Linked DNA regions of Mus musculus: regions 1, 2, 3, 4, 5 and 7 are each linked to region 6. The links are chromatin contacts, called in public HiCAR-type and promoter capture Hi-C maps. All regions are on one chromosome and are shown on one strand. Each heading gives the region's core, a stretch centred on a gene start, on an enhancer-like site or on the middle of the called end of the contact. The rest is flanking DNA. Distances are from core to core; before and after follow the strand shown. Region 1 holds the start of Btf3 (basic transcription factor 3). Region 2 holds the start of Arhgef28 (Rho guanine nucleotide exchange factor (GEF) 28). Region 3 holds the start of Utp15 (UTP15 small subunit processome component). Region 4 holds the start of Zbed3 (zinc finger, BED type containing 3). Region 5 holds the start of Aggf1 (angiogenic factor with G patch and FHA domains 1). Region 6 holds the start of Hmgcr (3-hydroxy-3-methylglutaryl-Coenzyme A reductase). Region 7 holds the start of Wdr41 (WD repeat domain 41).

Region 1 (3,170 bases), core at 429-2,928, 1.6 Mb after region 6:
CCAGGAATGTGCTAACTCGATACTTGAAACTAAGGAGCTCTTCATCTGGAGTGGACCCAGCACCAACACCAAGTTCAATTCTTTCAGAGCAGAATCCACTTGGAGAAACCAACCTGCCAACACATTTGCATTCTCTCACTGTAGCATAATTACAAAGGTTGAGGAACAAAAGACATGTGCTAAGGTAGGATTTCCCAACCTAACACTGTTCACGAATTTAAATAGGAAGGTATCCTCAAATACCCTAAAAAAGACAATTAGTCTGTTGAGCATTTAGTTCAGAAAGCAATGCAGAAGAGCAGAAGATCTTCATAATAATAATAATAATAATAAAATTACCTAATCATTAAGTAGAACAGGAAAAGCCAATACTTTCAGTTAACTTACTTTTAAAAAAAATGGGGTGGGAATGCAGTTTGGGAGTTGAGAGGTCCTCTAGCATGTACCAAAACATGTGTTGGATCTCAGGACAACTCAAAGGTAACAAAATAACCACCCCCAACATTGTACAAGTCAAGGGTACACGGTACACAAAGATTTGGCAGAGAACATACTTTCCCCCCCATTCATAAAATCCAGTAACATTTGTTTATATGCGCCATAATCCTGAACCTCTTGCAAGCAAGGCACCGTTTTTAAGTGCTATTTTCTTCTCTACTCGATGACCGACCTCACCCCTACTATCTATCTATCTATCTATCTCCTCCTTGTCTCTTAGTATTGGTCTCATTTCCCTTGGATTTGCTAGCTTTGCGAAATGTCCCCTGCCAAGCAAAGTGACAAAAAAAACCCAAAAAACCAACCAACCAAACCAAAAACAACAACAACAACAACAAAAAAAACAAAAAACAAAAAACCCAACAACGTGAGAAATGCAAACGGAACTTTGGAAGAGAGAGAGGAGAGAAAAAGAAAGGAGGAAAAAAAAAAAAGAAACTTACTTTCCCACCAATGCGCACTTGTGCCTGCAGTTTGGCGAGTTTCTCCTGGTTCATGATTGTTTCTTTCATCTACAAAGAGAGAGGAAAAAAAAAAATCCTCAGCCAAGAACAAGAACGGCCGGGCCCCCCCTCCAGCATTCCACGCTCGTTATTTCCCGCTACACTCGCAGGAGAACGTCGTCCCCCTCGGGCTGAGGCCTGGATCCCCAATTCACCCCTCCAGGCTCGCCGGGGCGCACAGGGCCCCTCGCCCCTCCCCCGCCCGGCCCGGCCCGGCCTCGGGCTCAGCCCCACGGCGACCGAGCATCCCCCGCTCCCCGCCGCCCTGCCCGGCCTGGGCCGAGGCCTCGCCACGGCCTGCCCGGCCCGGCCACTCTCCGCAGGCCTCGCGGTACCTGAGACTCCCGTCCTCGGCTTCCGCCGAGAGGGAGAGAGGGCGTCGCTTCGGCCCCGGGCCAGCCGCCCCTGGCTCGCCCTCGCCCCCGAGAGTCCGCCTGGGTGGGAGCGCCCGTCCGTCGCATCGCTTTCCTCAGCTCCGTCCGTCCCCTCCCTGCCTCGCTCCTGCCGGGAAACGCCCGCCCCACCCCCAACTCCCGGTCTCCTCCCACGCCGGCGTCCACGGCCTTTTTTCTGTACCTTGTCGGAGTGGAAATGGCGCCGCGCGGGGAACTAAGGTTCACGCTCAGGGGGTCTCGGGCAGACCAGCTGAGAGAAGGCGCACACACGCGGGGACGCAAGATGGCAGCTAGAGGGAGGCCGGAAGTAACGCGACGCCACTTCCTCCAGAATTCAGGAAGCGGAGTTGGCGTCGCCGCGCATGCGCAGCCGGGGGCCGGTCCGCGGCTGTTTCTTTCCTTTCGTCCAGCGGCGGGCCGGGAGCAGCACCGGAGAGCTGGGACCCGCGGTCGCCGTCCGCGGTCCTGGGAAAGGCCGCGGATAGATCGGACAGTGAGGCTCCCTGTAGAGCTGTGGTTAAATCAGTCTGCCCTGTGGCCACCCCGTAGGGCGTCCAGCTTTGTCCAGTAGGCTGCAGTGTCTGCTCAATGCCGGGTGTAAATAAAAAACTATCGAAATCAGCCAGGCTAATGTTGCTTTCCAAAATTAAGTGACTTGGGTGATGTAGAAATCGCGACTCAGAATGTCTAGAAAGCATGTTCGGAATGCTTTCCAGATCTCCACCCTTCAGCAATTCGGTTTATTCAAGGTTGAAACAGGGTAACAAGATTTGTAACCTCTTAACCCTTCTACACCTCTACCATCGACTCCCTGATCTCGAATCGTCATGGATTCGACCATGAAGCATTCACGATGGAGCAAACTTTACCTTGAATTCTTCCAAGATGAATTTGAGCCTGCGTGCTTGGGGGTAAAAACGTGGCTGTGAGTTAAAGTTTGCCGAACTCCAGCACGAATTGTGGTTGTCGTTTTTTTGTTTTTTTGTTTTTGTTTTTTGTTGTTGTTGCATAATTTGATGGTTGTTTTAAAAAGTGTCTCGATAAGTAATCCTGGCTAGTCTGAAGCACACAGCTATTCTCCGGCCTCAGAGCCCCTCTGTCCAATGCTGGGATTATAGTCGTCTAGCACCATTCCCAGACAAATTTTAAGATAACCTTAGAAAATCCCTATATGAAGATTAAAAAACGAAAAAGAAAAAGAGGTTAAGTGAAAATTCTGTGTGCTTAAGCCTTTTTCCAATCTTAGCTACGAAATGTTTTTGAATATTCCAAAGAGAAAGTTGTGTTAGAATTTTTAGAGAATACAATTTATCCAGAAAAGTTGCCGAAATGAATACTCTAGCTAAAATCAATTTTTTTTCCCCTTGGAAACCTTTTTACACAAGAGTTTCTTGCAACAGCGATGAGTCATTTAAAAAATCGGGAGAGACAACTACGTTGCTATGTAGAAAATTGTAACAAGTTCTTTTTCTTGAAACAACAACAATGTTTCTTTTATCCGAACAAGTAAGTTTGTCTCAGAAAACCATGCTTGTTGTCTACCCTATGAAGTACCTAACCATTCTCCAAATAACTGAGATGAGGCAACAGAATTCAGTGCTACAGAAAATATATAAAACATGACTGTGTTACATATGATGGATAAAAGGTAAAACTAGTTCTTTTTGTTTTTGTTTTTTTTTTTTTTTTTTTTTTGTTGTTGTTTTTCCAGACAGGGTTTCTCTGTATAGCCCTGGCTGTCCTGGAACTCACTCTTTAGACCAGGCTGGCCTCG
Region 2 (3,587 bases), core at 711-3,210, 1.5 Mb after region 6:
TTATATCAAATACTTCATCTTCAATAGTATAGTTGGCCACTAATACCCACTTGTTATTTTTTTTTTCCTCTTCTCACATGGCATACAAGGGAAAGAGAGTCACATGTATCAAACACATATGAAATTCCTGCCCAGTGGAAATCTTAGCCACAAGAATGGTTCCTTATGAGAACACAATAAGAAAATATTTCAGAATTTTCCAAATTATATATATATATTGAAACCCTAACAGGGCTAATGAGATATCACAGAACCTTCGTCGCCGACTCTGATTTCCTTCTGTACCTTTAAGTGTTTCTTAACCGCTTAGAGGCAGACGGTACTTCAGAGGAAAGTCCCTCCAACACACCTGTTAGACAAACTGCTGGCCATTGGCCTGGCTGTGCCGCCCTGATAAGGGAAAAAACAGTCCAAAGCAGAGCAAACACTGATTCTCTGTTCTCCAGTCTCATGTCACATTAGCCGGGACACGCCCCAGAGTCCCTTACCCAAGAACTAGTTCTGTGCCTCAGTTTCCCAAACCACAAAGTATCAAGTATGATGCTATCCAAGTTCTATAATCAAAAATAATTATGCATAATCACTATAAAGTCTGCATCGGAATATCACTTTGAAATGCTACAACCTCTCCAAAAGGCATCTGCAATGTTCTCTTCCTTCAAACACTCCAAAGGAGTTAGCGCTACTATTCATCAAGATTAGACAAACACCTATTTGTTTTAACATTCACATAAAAACTCAAAATAGAGCTATGGAAAGCTTCCCAGGAAAGGTTATCAGAGCTTGAATTATCGTGTTCAAAGTGGTTTCCACAGAGCCTAACTAGGGCAAGCCTTTGATTTTGTTTGTGTTGTTGAGAATAGAATTTCATTTTACTGAGACAGCTTCAGGGTCTAGGAACACGAGAGGGCAAAGTACAGAAAAGCAGTGTGTCCGTTCTTTATAACTGTAATTCTTGACTGCTTGGTGCAGAATCGAGTGCTCAATCTCTACAACTTGGAGTGTGTAGAGGCTGGCACTTGAGCAGGGGTCAGGGAGTCAGATGCTAGCAAACACAGATGTTACCCTTCCCCTGGGCCCACCCAGCTGCAACCAATAGGCAGGCTCTGTGGGCTCCTAAAGTAGTCTCCCTTAGAAACCTAACTGGTGTCTGGGAAACCAGAGCTGGGTTTCCTGGGTGGTCTGAACACCCAGCGTTCACAGAGCTCACAGCAAGCGAGAACGCCTTCTCCACCTGTGACCCCTACCACCCACAACCGAGTATTCCAGAGAAACTCATGGCACAAGCGCACGGATTCCCACCCAATGCTAAAAGCCCCTCCCAAACAAGATGACCATAGATGCTTTTATAAACTCAGCAAACGTTTCCACAAGAAATAAATGTCCTGAACTTGAGACTGACCAGCAGTCTGGGGTACATCCCACACACACACCAAGCATATAGGTGAAGCTGGCCAGAAACACAGATGGGAAGAGGAGAACCAGGCTCTCGAGGTTCACCCTTCTCCAGCCGCCTGCCTCTGATTTCCATCGCTTGCAACTAGCTTTGGTTGAGCTCCGTCACCCTCTGCCCCCTCCCACCCCGCTTGCCCGAGAGGGTGAGGGGTGGCCGCTGCCTCCCGTTTGCGCTTCACAGCTGCTGCCTCCGACCCGGCAGCGCCATGCACTTGTTGCCATCCCCAGGTACCAGGAGGCGGCGCCCATTCCTCGGGCTGCCCAGCCGACAGAGTGCAGCCTTTCACCACCTCTGCAGACCCCTGCGTCCTCGGGGACCCTAGAGAAACTTTGTCCCCTGAGAACTCCGGTGGGCAAACTTCGCCCAGGGCTGCGGGGAGACAAGAGGGATGGCTCCCGTAATCCGCCTTTACCTGGAGCTGTGGCTCGGGAACGCCAGGAGCCCTGGCCAGGCGCTGTCCCCGAGGCCTGCCGAGGGCGACCCGCCGGCCAGCGTCGCCCGGAGCGGGGAAGCCGGTCCCCAGCTGCCCACGCCCCTCCGCTCCGCTGGCCGCACCGAGGGGCGGAGCCGCAGCTCCCCCCACCCCACCCCACCCCCGCTCGCCCGCCCGCCGCGCCCACAGCTGGGGCCACCCCCTGCGCCCCCTGGTCCCCGCCTGCCCACCTCTGGCCAGCCGGGCTCGTCGCCGCCTCATCACATGGCCGCGCCCGCCACCAGCTCCAGGAGGAAACCTGAAGCTGCTGCGGCTCCGCCGCCCCCTCCCTTCGCGGGGCGGCGGCCGGTCGCCTCGGCTTTCCTCCGGCGGCGGGCACGGAGCGGGACCTGCTGGGCCAGGGCAGGGTTGCACCCTAGCGGCGGCGGCGCCCGCTCGCCCCGGGGGCCTCCACGCCCTAGTGGCGCCGGAGGAAGGAGCTGGCCGGTCGGCTCCTAAAGGGAGCCGTGCCAGGCCAGAGGGAGGCTCGGGTTGTCCTCAGCTCAAAGCCACCACACCCGGGACATAATAGTGCCCGGGTCTGTTACAATAGGAAGTACTATTTTAAAACAGCCGACTCCCTCTAATTCATGAGGATGATGGAGGTTCCTCTGGCCCAAAGCTTTGCAGGCTCGATTCCCTATGCGTTTATGCAAACAGGTGCCTAAACGGCACCAACATTTGTTTGTTTGTTTTTGAGAAAGCCATAGCCACTTTTACAACACCTAACAATGTGAAAGGACCCCTTGGATCTTAAAGCACTGAGGCACTTAGCACTGAGTTGTCCCGAGTGAAAAGTCTCGCCATTGTACAGCTTACTATAAAATAAGCTTAAGATGATTATTCCAGCTTTAAAGATAAAATTAAGCGTCTACTTTTCTAAGTTCCTTTAATATTACCTTTATTTTTCTCAAGAAGACAGACCGACTACATGGACAGGAGAGATGTGTTGGCCCGTCCCAAACCATCACTGCCAGATGCCCTGGGCCACCCTCCTAACATACCTGTTTAACCAGAGCCTAAAGAATGGCAGGATGGCAAAAAAAAACCAAAAAAACAAAAAACAAATCAAACAAAAACAAAAAAACAAAACCCAGGGTCTGAGGTCTTTAGCCCTGTCTTAGGGCAAACGCTGCCCTTCCTTCTTTATAAAGGACCTGACATTGGCCTTGCAGTATTGACACTTGTATTCATATCCTCTGATGTCACACTGCAGAACCTTAGGTCCCAAAGAAGAGTGTTCTCCACTGAAGAACTACGAAGTCCCGAAGATAAAAAATAAAAGCAATAACACTTTTCTCGAACATCAATATTTTCAATGTGAAAAAGTCAACTGGAGATTGGCTGAATCAACACACCACACACAAGTAGTTTTCAAGCCTGTTAGCGGAAAAGTTTGTAAAAGAAGCCTTTGTTGATCCCTCTGTTGCTGTTGTTCTTTTGTTTCTTTTTCTTCTTCTTCTTCTTCTTCTTCTTCTTCTTCTTCTTCTTCTTCTTCTTTAGTTGATTCTGTCATATACAGCTTGAGAGAGGCAAGGAATTGTGGGAAGAGGAACAGGTATTGTAAGACATTAGCCCAAGGCTCTCTTCCACACGAAAAAGAAGCAAACGGAGGGAGACTGTCCCTAATGCTCTCAGCATGATTGTAGAGGACATGTA
Region 3 (3,672 bases), core at 436-2,935, 1.6 Mb after region 6:
TCCTTAAACCTCCCAGAGCAGGCGGCAATGCTTGAGAGTAAATAAGACTTAGCCTTCCAGTAGTTGAAACCAGAAAAGCATGCAGGGCTGGAACATTCACTTTCTTGTCAAAGGAAAGAATACAGAACTAGAAACACAACAGACTGACCTGACTTCCTAAAAGACAAAAGAAGCAAGGAAAACAAAGTTAATCTTTAAGTGTAGAGGCTTAAGATGAAATTAGAGATAATGTGCTGGCATCAGACATAAAATTAAACGTGAAAGGTTCAAACTGTAGGAAAGAAAACCTAAACAGAGGAAACTTAAAAGTGACAGAAGAAGAAAAAAAGAAGGAGAAGAAGAATCTAAGTTCTTAACACGAGAAGCATTCAACTGAAGACAGTCGGGAGTATCAGATGGACGATTATATCGACGATACTCTCTGTCCACTCTGAAAAGCCTGCACAGCCGACATCAGCAGCACCAAAGCAATCAGTTTAACTTATTCTAATTGCTATTTTGATGAAGCAGAGCAAACCAAGGTTCATTCACTTCACACTCACTTTTGCTTTAACATACCAGGAATGCCCTTTCACTACGTACTTCCTATTTAAGGTCAGCACAGGAAGTCATTCTGTCCCTCAGAAATCCCTCTCTGCCTTCCAACAGGTGTTCTCAAACACTATCAAGGGCCAGATGGTAAATATTTTAGGTCTGGCCAACCAACCGACAAAGCAGAAGATATTCTATAGTTAATGACATGGCAAGAAATTTTTTCACTAGTACTCACAAACGCATTTGTTGTTGTTGAAAGGAAATACAATTCTTTGAGGTCAAGGCCTATTTCATTTAGTTTCAAGCCAAATCACTGTACATAAGACAGTATGTTTATCTGCAAAAACCATTATTGGCTCACTAGATAAAAACAGGCACCGGAATAGATCTGTCCCAGGAATAGTACCTCCTAAGTCTATTTTTCAAGAAATGAAAGGTTTTCGAGGAAAGAAGTGAGAAGTAGCGCTGGCTTGCTAAGTTACACAAATGAAGAACAGCATTGGCGGGGACGTGCAAGGGAAGACAGAACAAGCAATGAGATGCTATGAAAACGAATGTTAGGAAAATCACTGGACCAAGTCAGGACCTAAGAAACTGGGATTCACGGAATAACAGGCATTACGACACAAGGTGTGATCAAATAAACCCTGAAGGGTACTGAGAACATGTAAGAGGGAGATGTTTAATTCTACCTGGACATAATGTCATTTCAGCGGGGTCTCTAAGCATAATGTGGCACGATGGGCACAAAAGAAGCAGAGCGGAGGTGCAGAGAGGGACGAATACCCAGCCATCCTCAAATCACTAAAACAGAATTCTGTCCTTGGCCTTGGAGAAGAGATTGCTCCAGGGACTGACAGAGGTGGCTAGGAGAGCGACTACAGAGGAGCAAAGCCTGGGTCAAAATTAAATCGCGGAGGCAGATAAGTTCAGTGATCTCCGGGGGAAGCCCCAGAACAGACGTCCAGGATGTCAGAGATCACAGTGAGGACTGAGCAGAGCCTGGGCCGCCACCGGGAGCCGCCATCGCCTACCTCCGCGGGGCCCCGAGGGTCCACCGAGGCACCGATCCCCAGGACGACTCCCCAGACTTCGCCAGCTCCCTACAGCATACCGCTCTGCAGCACTCGCTCAAAATCACGCGGACAGTCCAGGAGCCGGAAACGCGGAGGCGCAGAGGCGCGTCGCGGGAAGATGACGTGCAGCGCAGGCGCAGAAGGTTTACGACCCAAAGAACTACAAGAAAGCGCCCTGGTGGGCGGGGCCCTGGGCGGGGCCCCGGGCCGCTCTCCAATGACCCGGAACTGAGGCGATCCATGGTTCTCCGAGAGGATGGGCTACGGGGCGCTAGGGAAACAAGAAGCGATCCCTGGGAGTCGTCTCGCCTTCACCGAACGCTCTGGGCTTTTTCCAGAGGAGATAAAAGATAGGAAGTGACGTCTGGGCCCGAAGCAGGCCCGGGGCTCGGGACCGATCTGGCTAGGCCAGGCCAGAGCCGCTCTCCCGCTGAGCTCAGGGCGCGTGTACCACCCGCCTGACCGGCCCCTGTCCCCGGATCCGCTCGCCGCGTCGGAGCGGGAGCGGGTGTCACCCCGCGGCCGTAGAGCGGGAACGCCCGCCCGGACACCTGTCGCCCGTGAGACGCCTTTCGTTTTTTATAGCACCTTTGCCCCCACTGTAGGACAATTTCAAGAATTAGGAAGAACCCGAAGCCTCTGTGATTAGCTTCCATTGGGGACTGTGCCCCCTGCTTGCATTATACTCTCCCTTCCCAGGCGTCTGGCTGGCGAGCCTACCCACCCTTTCTTTCTTAACTCTTTCTCACCATCTCTGTCATTTCGTTTTTTCCCTCCCTTGTGCTTCAAGTCTTGGCGAATCAACAGTCTTTGCTTATCTCTGTAATCCAGTCTAGATAACCGTTCCCTTTTCCTTTCCTGTTCTCTGGTCAAAGACTGGTAATTCCGTCTATTGAAACCTATTGTTCTATAGGGGTCCGCAAAGAGGTGACTATTTTAACCCCATTTTAGGAAGGATTGAGTCTCGGGAAACTCGTGATTTGCATGTCTAGCACATCGAATTAGTTGGTGTTGAAAATAAATTATCAGACCCAATTAGAAAATATGGGAAAGAAACTGTAAAAAAAAAAATTGTCCAAATTAAGATCAGAAAATATGAGGCACTAGGTAGGTTTTGTGTGCGGTGGCTCCTAAGAGTGATCTTAAACCAGGTGAGGGAGGTGGTACACACCTTTAATCCCAGCACTCCGGAGTCAGAGTCGAGGCTACAAAATAAGTAAGACCTCGTGTCAAAAGAAAAAAGATCTCCATCTGGCAGTTTTTTCCCCCTTTAATGGGAGCTTGAAAGGAAGTTTTCAAGAGAATAGCACTGGACATCCCCTGGGAGAACTGGGGAGGAGAGGGGGTGGAGTTGCGGCTCAACCCACACGTGCCTAGAAGAAATTGTTCTTTCCTTAGAAACAGTTCCCATTGAGTGCTATAAACTAACTTTCTGTTCCTGTGGCCTTCTGACAAAATGTAGCAACTTTGTTATGTGATACTTTGTGTGACTGTAGTGTCTTCATGTCTCTCCTGGAAGTTTTGTATTCTTGTATTGCTGCTTACTTACTGACCTCAGTGATGGAGTTGATAGAGCAACATATGTTTCTCCGGATTCAGGAGCTTTCTTTTTCCACTGAGATGAATGTTACTCACCCATTCTACTCAGAAGGCCGTGATAAGGACCAGTGGTTTTTAAAAAGAAGTTTTTGAGATAAAGTCTCTCTATTAAGTAGCTCTAACTGTCCTAGAACTTACTGTGTAGACCAGGCTGACCTCAAACTCCCAGAGATGTGCCTGCCTCTGCCTTCCAAGTGCAGAGCTTAAAGGTGTGTGCCCCTCACACCTGGCTTGTGTAATGTTTCTTGTGTGTATGTTTTCAGGGCATGACTACTTAGTATTGCATGACCAGTTGCTGGGCTCCTTTCTGGGGAGGACTATTTCTCCTGCTCTCTAGTGCTCCACCATACTCAACAGGATCAGTCTTTTGAAATGGTTTTAAAGTGCTGCAGTGGTCATACATTACTGATTCGTTTCTCTCCTAATTCCAGGCAGTTCTGATCATCACACACTCAGTTCCCTT
Region 4 (3,443 bases), core at 915-3,414, 1.3 Mb before region 6:
CTTTTGATACATATGCAGCTAGAGTCAAGTGACTTCACTTGTATTAGATACTTTTCTTCTAATCAGGGTGCTTTTGTTGAAGCAGTGGGAGGCAAGCCTACTCTATGAGATGGAACCCACACTGTTAAAGAGGCTAAGAACCTGAAACTACTGAGGCAAAACCTACTACTATGATTCTGCTCAACTAACACAGCGATAAACAGCTCCCAATGACATATTTTTATACCTGTATGTGAAATCAGTACTTCACAAGACCTTCATCGGAGAAGCTGCTTCTTGCTGTAGATGCTAATTAACACAGACCCACAGCTGGACAGCTTGTAGAGTCAGAGACTTTGGAGCACTCTATCCTAAATGGGATGTCCTCGTCACACCTTCCCCGAGGCTCTGGGACTCTGTGGGAGAGGAGGTGGGAACAGTGTCAGAGCAAAAGGTGTGGGTGACTCCAAGGAGACCGTGCCTTCCAGACATACCAAGGTGACACAGGTGACACACAGAGACTGTGACAACATGTATAAGACCTGCAAAGGGGCAAGCCAGACCAAAGCCCAGTGGAGGAAGAAGTGAGCAAGGTCCCACAAAGAGCCGATTGCAATTTACACCTGCAGGGAGAGGGAGAGAATAGTGAGATATTGTCTACCAACCCACACCAGGATGGGCCTCATGCTCACGGTAGTTGGCCAATACAAAACTGTCTCCATGTGTGATGACTATTCTTGGTTATCAACCTCACTGCATCTGAAACTAGCTAAAACCCCAAAATGAAAGGCACACCTGTGAGGGATTTTTACCTAATTTGAAGTGGGGAGATCCACTTCTAATCAGGAATCTTTGAGGTAAAAAGACACACCTTTAATCTTTTGAGCCAGAAAAACCCCACCCCTAATCTGGGCCACGCCTTCTGCTGGAAGCCTATATAAGGACACGGGAGAAGACAGCTTTTTGCTTTTTGCCACTGTACTCTGGCCTAACTGGCAAGTCCATCGCCAGCGGCGGCGGTTACTCCTGCAGGATTCCAGCTTCTATTGAAGACCAGCTGAGACACAACTACTAGATTCTTGGATTTTCCATTCATAGACAGCTACTGTTGGGTTAGCTGGACCACAGCCTGTAAGTCATTCTAAAACTTCCCCCTTTCTCTATATAAAGAGAGGAATTCGGTTTGTAAGTTCTGTTACTCTAGAGAATCCTTACACACTTTTTAAAATGTGTTTTCGTTCATTTGTTTGTTTGTTTTACTGGTTTGCTGGGTTACAAAAGAATATGATCAAAATATATTGTATGAAAACATTTAGGTCAATCTTGAAAGAGGGGAATCTAATAATCTCGCCATTGCAAAAGTATTCCTTTCGTGATACCCAACAAGATTTTTCTTTTCTCTGAAATTCTTGGCATAGAAGAAAGTCAACAAATAGGTCTATCAGGTGTGTGTGTGTTTAAGTGAGGAGGGTTATAATATTTCCACTGCAAAACACGTGCTCTGCATGAGCAAGGTGCTCCTCCCCAGCGCCACTTGAACCAAAGCAGTTAACATGGATTGTATTACCTACAAAAGAATTTCTTGGTTTTTTGGTTTTTTGTTTTTTTTTGTTTTTTTTACATTTATATCTTTTTGCTTATTGTCTTCTAGCAAGGCTTCGTGCCCATTGTTCATGTGACTTACTTTGACTAATAGAATGTGAGCAGAGCAGTATGTGGGCTGAAGAGATGATTGGGGTGGGGGGGCGGGGAGTCGGTTACCGCCGATCCATCGCCCTCTTCTGGATTCCACTGACACTGCACCCATGCATGCACAGACACCCACCACCACCACCACCACGCAAAAACACTAAATTAAAAAGCAACAAATTAGTGACTTTTGTTTTGTTTTTATGAATGAAGGGCAGAACGTGCCAGCTGTGCGTTAAGAGCTAACTGGTGCGTTCTTGAATTTGGCAAGTCACTTCCTTGCGACTATTTATAGATTAAAAATCTGTATGGTGGGAATATTTGAACGGCTGGAACAGCAAAACGCTACACAACAGGATTGCCCGTCAGCCTGCAAAGCCCCAAGGCTCTCGCCCGCACCTCAGCGGGCTGGTCTTGAAAAAGGTTTCTCTTTCCACCTGGAGCGTGGAATGCAGAAACCCGCCTTAGAACGCAGCCGCTAGCGGCTGATGTAACTGTAAATCACGCAGACGCTGTTAACTGAATATAATGAAGACAAAGGTAGTTCCCTGTGCTGGTGGTTTGGGTGGACACCTTTTCCTCCTAAGACCTTGATTGCAAGGACTTCTGACTAGTGCCATATCAGAGGCCTTAATCTGTAAGAATGCGAGCGAGCAGTGCGCCCAGCTGAGGATCTGGACCCGCTGAATCCAAGGGCTTGGAAGGTTAACGCGCAAACGTGCAGAGCCACGGTTAAAACGCTTTCAGCATCCCTGCGCTATTATTGCACCGTTTAAAAACCTCCGACAGATTTCAATTCGTTAAACTAGTTCTCCATCCGTTACTCTAAACTCCTCCCGGACCGGATGGTTTAGCAGCGGCGCCCCGGCGTCCAGACCACGCGTCACCGCCCCCCATGGACGCCCCGAGACGCGCAAATTGAGCGCTGTGTCTTTAAGGGGGAATCGGCCTTTTCCGTCCAGGACAAAATGTCTGCGAGGAGCCCGGAGGCGAGGGGCGACCATCGCGGCGTCCGGGTGAGCGTGGCTGGCTGGGGCTCGGTGGCGTGGCTTGGCTTGGCGGGAGCGACCGCAGGGACACCAGGGGCTGCAGTGATCTCAGGGGCCCGCGGGGACGTCCGGGATCGGAGAAACCGCGGGGTGGAGGGGTGCGGGGGACGCCACGCAGGACCTCGGGGACTTCGGGAGCCCCTAGGCCGTGGGATCCAGGGTCGCAGCCGCGGGGTCTGCAGGGGATGCCTACCACCCCAGGCTTGGCGGAGGGGCCCAGCCTGCGGGCTTCCGGAACCTTCTGGAGCGTCTCCGCTCTCTTTGGTTAACCAGCTCCGGGGGGTGGGGGGTGGGGAAGAGGGGGAACTGTCCCCGTAAAGTTGCCTCGGTGGAGAGTGACTTTGAGCCTCATGCGCTAATTGCGACTTGGTTAATGTTTCCCACCTGTGTGTGTGTGTGGAGGGGGGGGGGGGGGCTGTAAGAAAACCGGTGTAAACCAGAGTAAACCAGAATCTCCTCCTCCACTGGACACAAAAGAGTTTCCTGATCCGGGCCTGGCTCACTGGAGCCTTTGGTTGTGCAAGCCTTCTGTGGCCGGCTTAAAGCTTTACTAAAAAGAATAGGATTTTCCTTCATTGGAAAAAAAGTACCTGCCATTGCTGAGCTCCAAAGGTGTTTAGAACAGCTGTTGAATAGTTTCGTGAGTTGAGATAATTAGTGGTGTTCTGAATTTTTTATTTTATTTTTTTTTTTAAGACGGGGTCTGTTTCCTTGGGTGACCTGAAA
Region 5 (3,300 bases), core at 414-2,913, 1.3 Mb before region 6:
CCTGACTTGCCAAAAAATGTCAGGTCGTGGTTAAGGAAGACAATCTGTCAAAGGAATAAGATAAAATGACAGAGGACACCTGCTGTCACTCTCTGGCCTCTACATGCATACAGGCATAAATACACCACCCAGACATTATACACACTATATAAAGAACAGGATGACAAAGTCTGATGACGTTTCAGTATCTAGACTAGAGATGTAGTTTTATAAGACACTAAATTATGGAGAAAACATTAGGTTAAAATTAAGTATCTGGAAATAACTTGTTAGGATAATATGCAACTGTTCAATGAACAAGGTAAAACTGTATTGTTTTTTAAGCATCACTGTCAAGCATCTGCCTCACTACAGATTATGAAAATGAAACACATTTCTAGTATCTGTAAGAAAGGCGGATGTACCTTCCTACAAGTGAACCCAAGAGGATAACTGAGGTCACCTTACACATGGAGTATGTTCAAGAGTGTAAAACTAAACTATGTTCCTGCTTTTAAACGTCACTGCTGTACACTATTATCACCCTGACTTTATAAACAGCAGGGAAACACGAGGTAGGAAATGGCATTCTAAGTTCTCAAAAGGGGATGGGTGGGTGTTGGCTCATGCCTGAAATCCCAGCCTAGGAGGGAGTCTGAGTTTGAGTCAAACTTGGGCTGCATTTTAAGACCTAAGCCAGGCTGACCTGCGTAGATTCTCAATTGAATCCCAAATGTGTGTGTTTGGGGGGCGAAGGGGGGGGGCGGTGGAGAAAAATGCAAGCCCACAACCTCAGCACTTGGGAAGTGTTGACATGGATCAAAAGTTGAACTTCAAGGTCATCCTCTGTTACACAGCAAGTTCAAGGCCCCAAATGGAGATTTCGTATCAACCAAAATAAGAATTAAAAACTCAACCAAACAAAACAAATAACAAAAAACTCTTAAACGTGACCCCCCCCCCCAAATAAATGCGCCCATTGCCAGTAGGACAGACGATCAAGACCATGTAGCCCATGCTGAAGTTCATTCTCGCCTGCCCTGAGACAACTGCCCAAACCAATTGGCTGGCACTGGCCAACTGGCTCCACAGGTCTTTGGGATTTTGACCAGCTCTGGGCTGTCATGACTTCCCAGGGTCCGTGGAGCAGGTCTGGCCCCGGCAGCCGCGTACCTGCGTGCGGAGCTCCTGGTTGTCGCTCTCGGCGTTGCGGTAGAGTCGCTCCGTGTGCTGCAGCAGCTTCTCCACCTCCCGCACCTGCCTCCGGCAGCTCCGCAGCTCGCGCTCCAACTTCTCCACCTTCCGCCTGAGCTGCGCCAGCTCCGGCTCCGGAGAGGCGGGCGGCGGCGGAGAAGGCGAAGGCGGCGAGGGCGCCTCGGAGGCCATGCGGCCGTGAGCGCCGAGCCCGCGGGGCGCGGACCGGGCTGCTTAGGACGACACCGGGGCCCACTGGCCCAGGGGCCACTGGAGCGCGCGGGCTGCGAGGGGCGGCCTCACGCTCGGACGACCGCAGCGGGCCCCGGCCATGTCGCCCCCGAAGACGGCGGCCGGGACTGCGAGCTTGGGGACGAAGCCGACTCTACCCGGGCCGCGCGGACACCCGCCCGGTGACAGTCTCCGGGAAGCCAGCGGACGGGAGAACTAAAGCGAACCCAGCGGAAGCCTCTAGTTCCGGGCTGAGCCGGAAACGCTAAGCCGGAGGAGGGCGGAGCCAAGACGGAAAAAGGAAGCGACGGAAAGCTAGAAGGGTCTGATCGCGCTGGTACACGGGGCTAGGAGCTGGGTACAAATTGGTGTTTATGTGCCCAAACAACGGCCTGTGTTTTTACTTCCGATTGTTTCCCTTGTATTGTAGTGTAGGAGTTTGAGTCCGATTGGTGAAATGTTTCCCCATTCAAAATCGAGGGTTCTTCCAATGTACAAGTATTCTTAGAAGTGCACTTTGTAAGTTCGCCTTATAATGGGAACTTTAACATTGAATTCTCTTCCCAGACTAAAGGGATTCACACGACATAGCTTTGTTAAGAGCATGTCCTTTACATAGCTTTGCAAGACCATCACTATCATCTGTCCCGTTCCTGTTACTGGAGGACTACTTATGAGCTCTCCTTTAGTCTGTTACCATAAAACAACCATATAATCGCGATGGTTCTGTAGGATGCCTTTTTTTTAAAAAAAAAAAAAATATGAATAAAAAAACCTTACTTTTATACATAGTCAGTATGTGACCCAGCAAAGCCACTCCTGACTCCCAGTCAACATATCACAGAGAGACTTGGCATATTAATTATAATAGCTAAGTTACAAAACCCGACAAGGTGACTAACAACAGTGTTGTGAATTAAGGAAGATATGGCATATATACGCAATGTATTTTTAAACGATAAATTAAAATAAAATTAAGTTATTTGTAGCAAAATGGTTTATATTTACAAATAGATATATCTGGAGATACGGAATTAAGCCAGTTCCAGAAAAGCAAATACCATGTGTTTTCTCTTACACATGGTTCCTAGGTTTTGTATAGATTTATAAAATCATTTATCTATATTATCTGATCTGCTAATAGCATAAATAGATAAGGATAAAGATAATTATTTTTATGACATGAGAGTAACAGCAACTGTGTAGGGGAAGAGAAGAGATTAGTAAGGGGGAGAAATGAGGCCAAGGTAAAGGAAAGAATATACTTAATGTAAAAAAAGTATGAAAATGCCCTTATGCGACACAGTACTGTGTACAGTGAATATATACGATGGGGCTTTTTAAAAGACTGAAGAGAAGTATTTATTTTCATTTTGTGAATTTTTCCAGTGTTCGGCTACAAAGGTTAAATAAAATCTTTACTCAAAAGTACAGAGTCACATGTGGTGATACAAGCCTGTGATTCAAGTACTCAGAAGACAGAGGCAGGTGAACTGACAGCCTGTGGCAGAGCAAGTCCCTGGCCTGCCAGAGCTGCAGAGCAAGAAAAGCTGAGGCAGGAGGATCCTGGGTTCTTGTCTGGCCTAGGCAACATAGCAATATGCTGTCCTGAAGAATAGCAACAATCTTAGTAAGAAACAAAGAGTTAGGCTTGGGTTTAGCTCAGTAGTAAAGCTTGTGTTAACATAAGTGAGACCCTAGGTTTGATACCCAGTACCAAAACACACATAAACATGTGGGAAGCCACATGTGCCGTTGCCAGGTGGCACTGGCTACTGCTGGCTACCACGCATAAGTTTTGGGCAAACAACCAATGTGTACATATGCAGTAAAGTTTTTTGCCAAGTCACTGCCTGGCCCGGACATGTTAATGAGGTACTGAGAATATAACCAATC
Region 6 (3,542 bases), core at 1,027-3,526:
AAAGAACAAACACTTTAAACCTGTCTAGGATTCTCATGAGAAACCACATGTCCACTGGCCTCTCTCACAGAATCTCTTAAAATCAGAAACTAAAGCAAACTGTTGGAAAAGACTGGCTTCAAGGTTTCAGAAGGTAAATTAGTTTCAAATGTAAATCTAAAGCACTTCCAGTCCTCCACCCTTCACCACAAAGCTTCAATAGTCTTCCTTAACGAGTCAATTTTATTCATCACTATTAAAAGTGATTCCGCTGAGAAAAATGTAAATTGCTATCATGAGGAGCCCCAATGTGATGACCAACTAGTAACCCCATACCCACACTACCCCAGGCACACCAGACCTCCCACCCTGCTCGGTTCCCGGGGCCTGGCAATCTTGCCACTCTTCCCTGCACGTACATTGTCTTTTTTTATTATTATTAAATAATCTGAGGGGAAAAAATTACACAAAATCCTGTTCCACAATCCAACCAAGCACAGAGAACCACACCTACCTGGAACTACAAACTGAGCAGTGTTACAAAGGTATGTCAAAAGTAACCGTAATTATAAACTTGTCTCTCAGGAGCACCTCCCATTTCTCTGTGACTAGGCAAAGTGACACCGGTGTAGCAGTTTATGAAAGCTCGGAAGGTCCCTTTTCTGCTGCGCTGCAATAAAAGAACTTGCCTACTTATCCAAATACAGTATACAGCAAACATTTCACAGACTCCTCAAATGGCTGAAAATTTAAACTCACCAGACTTAAATTCTAATTCTATCTAGGAATAGAACCACCAACCACTGCCAAGAGACAGGCTTCTCTGAGATTCTTCCAGTCCATTCATTCTTCCGGTAGTACACAACCCACTCTTTGATTAGAAAATATCTACACTGATATGTGCAGGTTGTCCCTTTGAGGGTAAGACCCCCTAATCCTACACTGTAGCCACGTCTAATCCCAACAGGATGAACACTCAGCATTCTTAACCTACCCATCCATCAAAGGGGGCCATCATCACCTTGCACAGAAAACAAGTTCTGTACCCAACTTTACCATACATTACCAGTTTCTAAGTCCATCTCCTCTTCATGGTCAAGTTCTCTGACCAAAGTATTAAGTGGAACCATAAAGAACTACTATTTTAAGAACTTAAAAAAAAAAAAAAAAGCACAATTTCAAGATAGATTTAAGGATTCAGAAACTGATCCCAGAATATAGCTCACAGTCTACAAATTAGACAAAAATATAGCAGTGTGAGCAAGCACACCCTTTATCTTGCCTGGTCAAGTTCTAGAAAGGCACTACGACCAAGTAAGCCCACAAAACGCAGCCCAATGTAGATCCAAGACTTTTGCCCTACGATAAATAAAATACAAATAAATCACAAGTAACCAAACAAAATGTATTCCCTACTTCGTGTGATGCTTTAATTGTACACAACGACTTTGTAAGTAAAGAGCCAGTAACAGACGTTTCCTGTGCCTTTACAGGCCTTAGCCCGAAAAGATACAACCTCAAGAGAGGAAAGATTTCCATCTGTCCGCTTTCGATGAAAGACTATTAACTTCGCCCAACCTCAGAAGTCTACTGTTTTACTTGCGAACCTCTAAGGCCATTTTCTTCATTCAAACCAAATAATTCCAATAGGTGCATAAGGTAAATTGACATCAGTATCAATGAGACTACGCCCCTTAGGAGAAAGACTATAACATAAAGGTCGAGAGACCGACTTCGGAGGGCTAGCTGTGCCTGTACAGACCTCGCATCCTCCTCCGGGCCCACTAGGAAGAGCACAACCTGCCGTACCCACGCGGATCGGGTCAATTTGCAGCCTACATCTCCATCACTTTAAAGACGGGTCCTGCCGCAAGGCAGCGCCTGGGCGTGAACCCTTGTTCTCTAGGGCTCCCGCTGTCCCCTCTGCCAGGCACTCGTACACGGATGACCGTGACCGCCGGGTCAGCACAGCGCCCTCCGGACTGAACCCACGGACGCCCCGTCGCTGCACTGGCCCTCAGGCCCACCCGGCCCACGGGTTCCCTGGCCGCCGCCCTGCCGCCGGGCCTCAAGGACGTGTCCTCGCGGTCCCCTCGGTTCGCAGCCGCCTCGTGAGCCCAGGCGGAGCGCGAGACCCGCTGTCCCGCCGGTCCCCAGCGTCCGCCAGCTCACCTCCGGATCTCAATGGAGGCCAAGCCGGCCCAGCTGCCGTCTCCAGCCAACGGAGCCCCGGGCGGAAGGAACTGCGCTTACGCACGCTCCAGGCCGCCAGCGGGCCGCCAATAAGGAAGGATCGTCCGATCCCCTAGCCAATCGTCGGGCGGCTGCTCAGCCTGACGGCCTACGTCACGAACGGTCTCCCTAACAACCGCCCACTGCTCGCACCCGGGCGGAGAACGGGCACCGCACCATCTCTCACCACGGCAGAGCCAACCAATGACGGGTCGGGTCCCAGCATCGCGGCCTTCCTATTGGTCTCCGAGCCGAGGGGCGCCTGCAAGGACGCCGCCCGCGCGGGGAACAGGGGATGCCGCGGGTGGAGTACCCCGAACTCAGAGTTTGACCTGCAGGGTCTTGCCCCCGTGGGAAGACCACGGGAGGCCACCGTGTTAGAGTTGGAGCGTGAACGCGGGTTAAGGTTGAAAAGAAAAAGCCCAGTTAGTAGAGAGATCTGTGGGGAAGTAGTAGAGCTCTGAAAAAAAAAAAAAGAGGAATTTAAAAAAGAAAACGAAATGTGGCAGGGACTTGCAGCCCAAACCCCCTGTGACATACCCATCAGTGCTAATGGCTCCGGCTATCTAGGTCACCTGTCGCACACTGGATTCTTGCTGAAGAGTCCCTCTCCAGTGTCGTCTCTGAATTCCCTCTGCTCTCCTGCTGGCTGAAGGCCTTTATCAAGCCCTTAACTCAAACTTGCAATAACCTCTCCTAACTGGTCTTCCCACTCTCGGGTGCTTACACCTTCTGCTTCTGGCGTTTCTGCTGCAGTAATCTTCCTCTTATGCCATACACCTGCCCCTAAATCAGCCTCCAGTATGGCCCAACCCCATTTCACCTACACAACTCTATCCCTGTGTTAGCCTAGAGTAACTTACCCTTCGATTGTACTGAATCGCTTTTGACACCCCTGCTCATGGTCTTAGTTTAGCCCGGATATACCTACCCACTTTAAATTTTGAAATCCTAATTATACCTCAAGGATCATTCATATGCCACCTCCTTTCCTGATTCTCTCAAACATATGTCATATCTCTCTTCTGAACGCCCATAGCACTTCCGTAATAGTCTATGACTTGTCTTACTGTTTTATGTGGAAATGTCGTAAAGAGAGCAATTGGTACATAACTCCTTTTGTTTTTGTGCGCTCTCTGTTTCTGTGTGTGTGTGTGTGTGTGTGTGTGTGTGTGTGTGTGTGCTGCTGTGCACTACATGTACAGAACAGTGCCCAAGGAATAGCAAGAAGAGGGTGGGGGATCCTCTGGAACTGGAGTTACGTAAGATGGTTGTTAGCTGCCATGTAAGTGGAAACTGAATCTGAATTCTCTGAAGAACTGAAGTGCTCT
Region 7 (3,368 bases), core at 636-3,135, 1.7 Mb before region 6:
ACTCCCACTTCTTGGCCCTGGCCTTCCCCTGTACTGAGACAGATAAAGTTTGCACGACCAATGGGCCTCTCTTTCCACTGATGGCCGACTAGGCCATCTTCTGCTACATATGCAGCTAGAGACAGGAGCTCTGGGGGGTACTGGGTAGTTCATATTGTTGATCAACCTATAGGGTTGCAGATCCCTTTAGCTCCTTGGTTACTTTCTCTAGCTCCTCCATTGGGGGCCCTGTGCTCCATCCAATAGCTGACCCTGAGCATCCACTTCTGTGTTTGCTAGGCCCTGGCATAGTCACACAAGAGACAGCTCTATCTGGGTCCTTTCAGCAAAATCTTGCTAGTGTATGAAATGGTGTCAGCGTTTGGAGGCTGATTTTGGGATGGATCCCTGGATATGGCAGTCTCTAGATGGTCCATCCTTTCGTCTCAGCTCCAAACTGTGTCTCTGTAACTCCTTCCATGGGTATTTTGTTCCCAATTCTAAGAAGGGGCAAAGTGTCCACACTTTGGTCTTCATTGTTCTTGAGTTTCATGTGTTTTGCAAATTGTAACTTATATCTTGGGTATTCTAAGTTTCTAGGCTAAGATCCACTTATCAGTGAGTACATATCATTTGAGTTCTTTTGTGATTGAGTTACTTCACTCAGGATAATGCCCTCCAGATCCATCCATTTGCCTAGGAATTTCATAAATTCATTCTTTTTAATAGCTGAGTAGTACTCCATTGTGTAAATGTACCACATTTTTTGTATCCATTCCTCTGTTGAGGGGCATCTGGGTTCTTTCCAGCTTCTGGCTATTATAAATAAGGCTGCTATGAACATAGTGGAGCATGTATCTTTCTTACTAGTTGGAACATCTTCTGGATATATGGCCAGGAGAGGTACTGTGGGATCCTCCGATAGTACCATGTCCAATTTTCTGAGGAACTGCCAGACTGATTTCCAGAGTGGTTGTACAAGCTTGCAATCCCACCAACAATGGAGGAGTGTTCCTCTTTCTCCACATCCTCACCAGCATCTGCTGTCACCTGATCTTAGCCATTCTGACTGTTGAGAGGTGGAATCTCAGGGTTGTTTTGATTTGCATTTCCCTGATGATTAAGGATGTTGAACATTTTTTTCAGGTGCTTCTCAGCCATTCGGTATTCCTCAGATGAGAATTCTTTGTTTAGCTTTGAGCCCCATTTTTAATGGGGTTATTTGATTTTCTGGAGTCTACCTTCTTGGGTTTTTTATATATATATTGGATATTAGTCCCCTCAAACTTTGATTTCTATGTGCCAACTAGAGATTGCTTTTCCTAGTCTACATTTTCAAAAGTGTCCAGGTAATTTTTGATACGAAGCCAGGTTGTATAACCAGTCGTGTAACTATTAAGAAAATTTAGAGGCTGACATAGAATGTTTGGAGCTAGAAATGTCGCTCCATGTTTCAGCAGCACAGCCAGGGAACGGATTCCTTCGCTTTATACTTCCTGCTTTGGAAGACAGTCCAGGCAATGTGTAAGAACCGGTTTTGAAGTTTACCGAGCAAGTCTTAATTCCATCATGGCCACCTGCTGGCTTTTATCTTTAGACACATTACTTAATCTTTAAGCGGGTCAGTTTCTTGGTCTGTAAAAAGGGAGGCGTTAGGGTTTGGTACAGTCCTTATTCTGTGGCACACAATGTTGGCTGCTTGGTGTACAAGAACGCCACTAGATTCGTCCAGGAGCAGAAGTCTACTGCAGGCACACCCTCTCCATCTGGCTGTTGGGAAACCAGGAGACTTGCTAGTGTGTTTAAGGGGCGCCGTAGCTACACAGGATTTAGACAAGCGCTGGTCCTGCGGCGACATGGCCGCAGCGCACGCCCACTAGGGGGCGCCCGAGCGACCTGAGCTCTTGCGCCAACCGCGCGGCGCCCACGCGCGTGCTCACTGGGGACGCGGAACCTCCGCCTCCGCCGTCGCGGCCTTCAGTGCGGGCGCCCCAACGAGACTTCTGTTTTCCCGCTGCCTCGCCCCAGGCTCACTCGGCCGCAGCCCCAGCACCTGCGCCGCGGCGGCCCTCGCTCCGTGGGCCGCGGACGCCCCGGCCCGATGCTGCGCTGGCTGATCGGAGGAGGCCGCGAGCCGCAGGGCCTAGCCGAGGTAATGCGCGGGGGCCCGGGGGCGGGGCCGGGGCGGGGCCTGCGGCGAGCGCCGGAAGCGGCTGCTCAGGGCCACCTGGCCTCTGCTAAGAAACTGGGACTTAACTACAAACCAGCAGGAGTGACTGCCACTCTTGATTTATTTGAACCGATAAGTCTTCTCAGCCGGGACTCGAATTTGCTTAAGGAACGTAAATTTAACTAGTTGCTTTCCGAGAAGCTAAGTGAGAAAATGATTTCTGTTTATTTAGTACATGTATGGTCTCATCGTCACATTGAAAAAATAATTTTGTCACCTTAAAAATGTTGACATCTGAAATTTACTTCATGTGCCACACAACAATTTGTGTTACACTTCCTTCCTTATAGGAAGCATTTTACAGTTTGGATTATTGCAAACTTGGCAGTTTTAACTTCCTCATAGCTTTGACATTGACACGTGATTTTTTTAAATCACTTATTTTATATAATTTGAAGTCCTTAGGGTTATGGAAGAATTGTGGATTATTGAATGGACACATAACATATATTTGACTATTTGCTTATTTAGTGAATACACTATTTTATTCAGTTCTGTCATACCTGGTAAAACTCTCACATAATTGAGTGACAGCTAGAAAAGAGACCAGATAAATGCAAAACCATCACCATGGGATAGCATGCTGGATCTTACGTTTTCTTTTCCACACAAAAGTACTTCAATTGTGTAACTGCCTTGAATATGTACACTATAAGAGCTGGTGATTTTTCCTAATGAATGAGAGAACATTACTTATGAATTACAGTCAGCCTTCCAGTCTAAGTGATTCTCAGTCCTGGGGTAATCTTGTCCCCAGAGGATAGTACAGTGTCTACTGTTGGCCATGGGTAGGTGTGATGGGGGCACTGTGTATAGAAGAAGGATGCTGCTGTCTATCCTAACACCCAGGAGAGGTCTCAGGAACAGAAACTTAACGTAGTCCAAACTCGCTTGTCAGACTTAAGAAACCTTGGTTAAGAACAAAGCTTCTTATGGTGAAATTGTACTGAATTTGCCTCCAGAAAGGGGGCCAATTGAGACTTCCCCTGTAGAGTTAAGTTACGAGGTGTGTGTCGTTAGCACAGGCTGCTGTGCTGCCTTCTGGAGGACTCTGCATGCAGGACCTGTCCCCCAGTCTTGTCGCCCAGAGGACACATGAGTCTGCTTTCACTACTACATTTAATCATTAAAGCAGACATCTGAGTGCTTGCAGTGGGCT

Evidence for each region. Promoter capture Hi-C pulls out the DNA fragments that hold promoters and counts their contacts. HiCAR-type assays count read pairs that join an accessible place to other places. Capture Hi-C pulls out chosen DNA fragments and counts their contacts.
Region 1: a HiCAR-type map of astrocytes shows a contact between it and region 6, with 4 times the contacts expected there. The contact joins the promoter of Btf3 here to the promoter of Hmgcr in region 6. A contact is called at or near these places in 1 of 39 promoter capture datasets (the C10 cell line), 1 of 484 Hi-C or Micro-C datasets (muscle stem cells), 3 of 115 datasets of contacts at active chromatin or transcription factors (astrocytes, pancreatic cancer cells and pro-B cells) and 1 of 9 other capture datasets (liver).
Region 2: a HiCAR-type map of astrocytes shows a contact between it and region 6, with 3 times the contacts expected there. The contact joins the promoter of Arhgef28 here to the promoter of Hmgcr in region 6. A contact is called at or near these places in 2 of 39 promoter capture datasets (embryonic stem cells and stem cell-derived epiblast-like cells) and 1 of 115 datasets of contacts at active chromatin or transcription factors (astrocytes).
Region 3: a contact with region 6 is called in a promoter capture Hi-C map of pre-B cells, with 2.4 times the contacts expected there. The contact joins the promoter of Utp15 here to the promoter of Hmgcr in region 6. A contact is called at or near these places in 4 of 39 promoter capture datasets (the C10 cell line, hippocampal neurons, liver and 1 more), 5 of 484 Hi-C or Micro-C datasets (B cells, CD4 T cells, CD8 T cells and 2 more), 5 of 115 datasets of contacts at active chromatin or transcription factors (astrocytes, bone marrow-derived dendritic cells, embryonic forebrain and 2 more) and 1 of 9 other capture datasets (liver).
Region 4: a contact with region 6 is called in a promoter capture Hi-C map of adipose tissue, with 2.7 times the contacts expected there. The contact joins the promoter of Zbed3 here to the promoter of Hmgcr in region 6. A contact is called at or near these places in 3 of 39 promoter capture datasets (embryonic stem cells, liver and pre-B cells), 1 of 484 Hi-C or Micro-C datasets (muscle stem cells), 3 of 115 datasets of contacts at active chromatin or transcription factors (astrocytes, large pre-B cells and microglia) and 2 of 9 other capture datasets (adipose tissue and liver).
Region 5: a contact with region 6 is called in a promoter capture Hi-C map of neutrophils, with 5 times the contacts expected there. The contact joins the promoter of Aggf1 here to the promoter of Hmgcr in region 6. A contact is called at or near these places in 12 of 39 promoter capture datasets (the 3T3-L1 cell line, the C10 cell line, the HPC-7 cell line and 6 more), 4 of 484 Hi-C or Micro-C datasets (CD4 T cells, CD8 T cells, granulocyte-monocyte progenitors and 1 more), 5 of 115 datasets of contacts at active chromatin or transcription factors (astrocytes, bone marrow-derived dendritic cells, double positive thymocytes and 2 more) and 2 of 9 other capture datasets (adipose tissue and liver).
Region 7: a contact with region 6 is called in a promoter capture Hi-C map of pre-B cells, with 4 times the contacts expected there. The contact joins the promoter of Wdr41 here to the promoter of Hmgcr in region 6. A contact is called at or near these places in 1 of 39 promoter capture datasets (pre-B cells) and 2 of 9 other capture datasets (adipose tissue and liver).

What each region holds. Positions count from the first base shown.
Region 1 is chr13:98,315,289-98,318,458 of GRCm38.p6, forward strand. Btf3 (basic transcription factor 3) reads right to left here and starts at 1,679. Exons shown (of 6, transcript NM_145455.3): 1 at 1,337-1,679; 2 at 942-1,010. The coding sequence starts at 1,462. It overlaps Gm9828 (predicted gene 9828), which reads left to right and starts at 1,828. Exons shown (of 4, transcript NR_137279.1): 1 at 1,828-2,321.
Region 2 is chr13:98,204,205-98,207,791 of GRCm38.p6, forward strand. Arhgef28 (Rho guanine nucleotide exchange factor (GEF) 28) reads right to left here and starts at 1,961. Exons shown (of 36, transcript NM_012026.2): 1 at 1,869-1,961.
Region 3 is chr13:98,261,307-98,264,978 of GRCm38.p6, forward strand. It overlaps Utp15 (UTP15 small subunit processome component), which reads right to left and starts at 1,686. Exons shown (of 13, transcript NM_178918.3): 1 at 1,569-1,686. It overlaps Ankra2 (ankyrin repeat, family A (RFXANK-like), 2), which reads left to right and starts at 1,770. Exons shown (of 8, transcript NM_001271388.1): 1 at 1,770-2,170.
Region 4 is chr13:95,322,661-95,326,103 of GRCm38.p6, forward strand. Zbed3 (zinc finger, BED type containing 3) reads left to right here and starts at 2,165. Exons shown (of 2, transcript NM_028106.3): 1 at 2,165-2,684.
Region 5 is chr13:95,373,694-95,376,993 of GRCm38.p6, forward strand. Aggf1 (angiogenic factor with G patch and FHA domains 1) reads right to left here and starts at 1,664. Exons shown (of 14, transcript NM_025630.3): 1 at 1,153-1,664. The coding sequence starts at 1,365.
Region 6 is chr13:96,668,660-96,672,201 of GRCm38.p6, forward strand. Hmgcr (3-hydroxy-3-methylglutaryl-Coenzyme A reductase) reads right to left here and starts at 2,277. Exons shown (of 20, transcript NM_008255.2): 1 at 2,152-2,277.
Region 7 is chr13:94,974,459-94,977,826 of GRCm38.p6, forward strand. It overlaps Wdr41 (WD repeat domain 41), which reads left to right and starts at 1,886. Exons shown (of 14, transcript NM_172590.3): 1 at 1,886-2,131. The coding sequence starts at 2,081.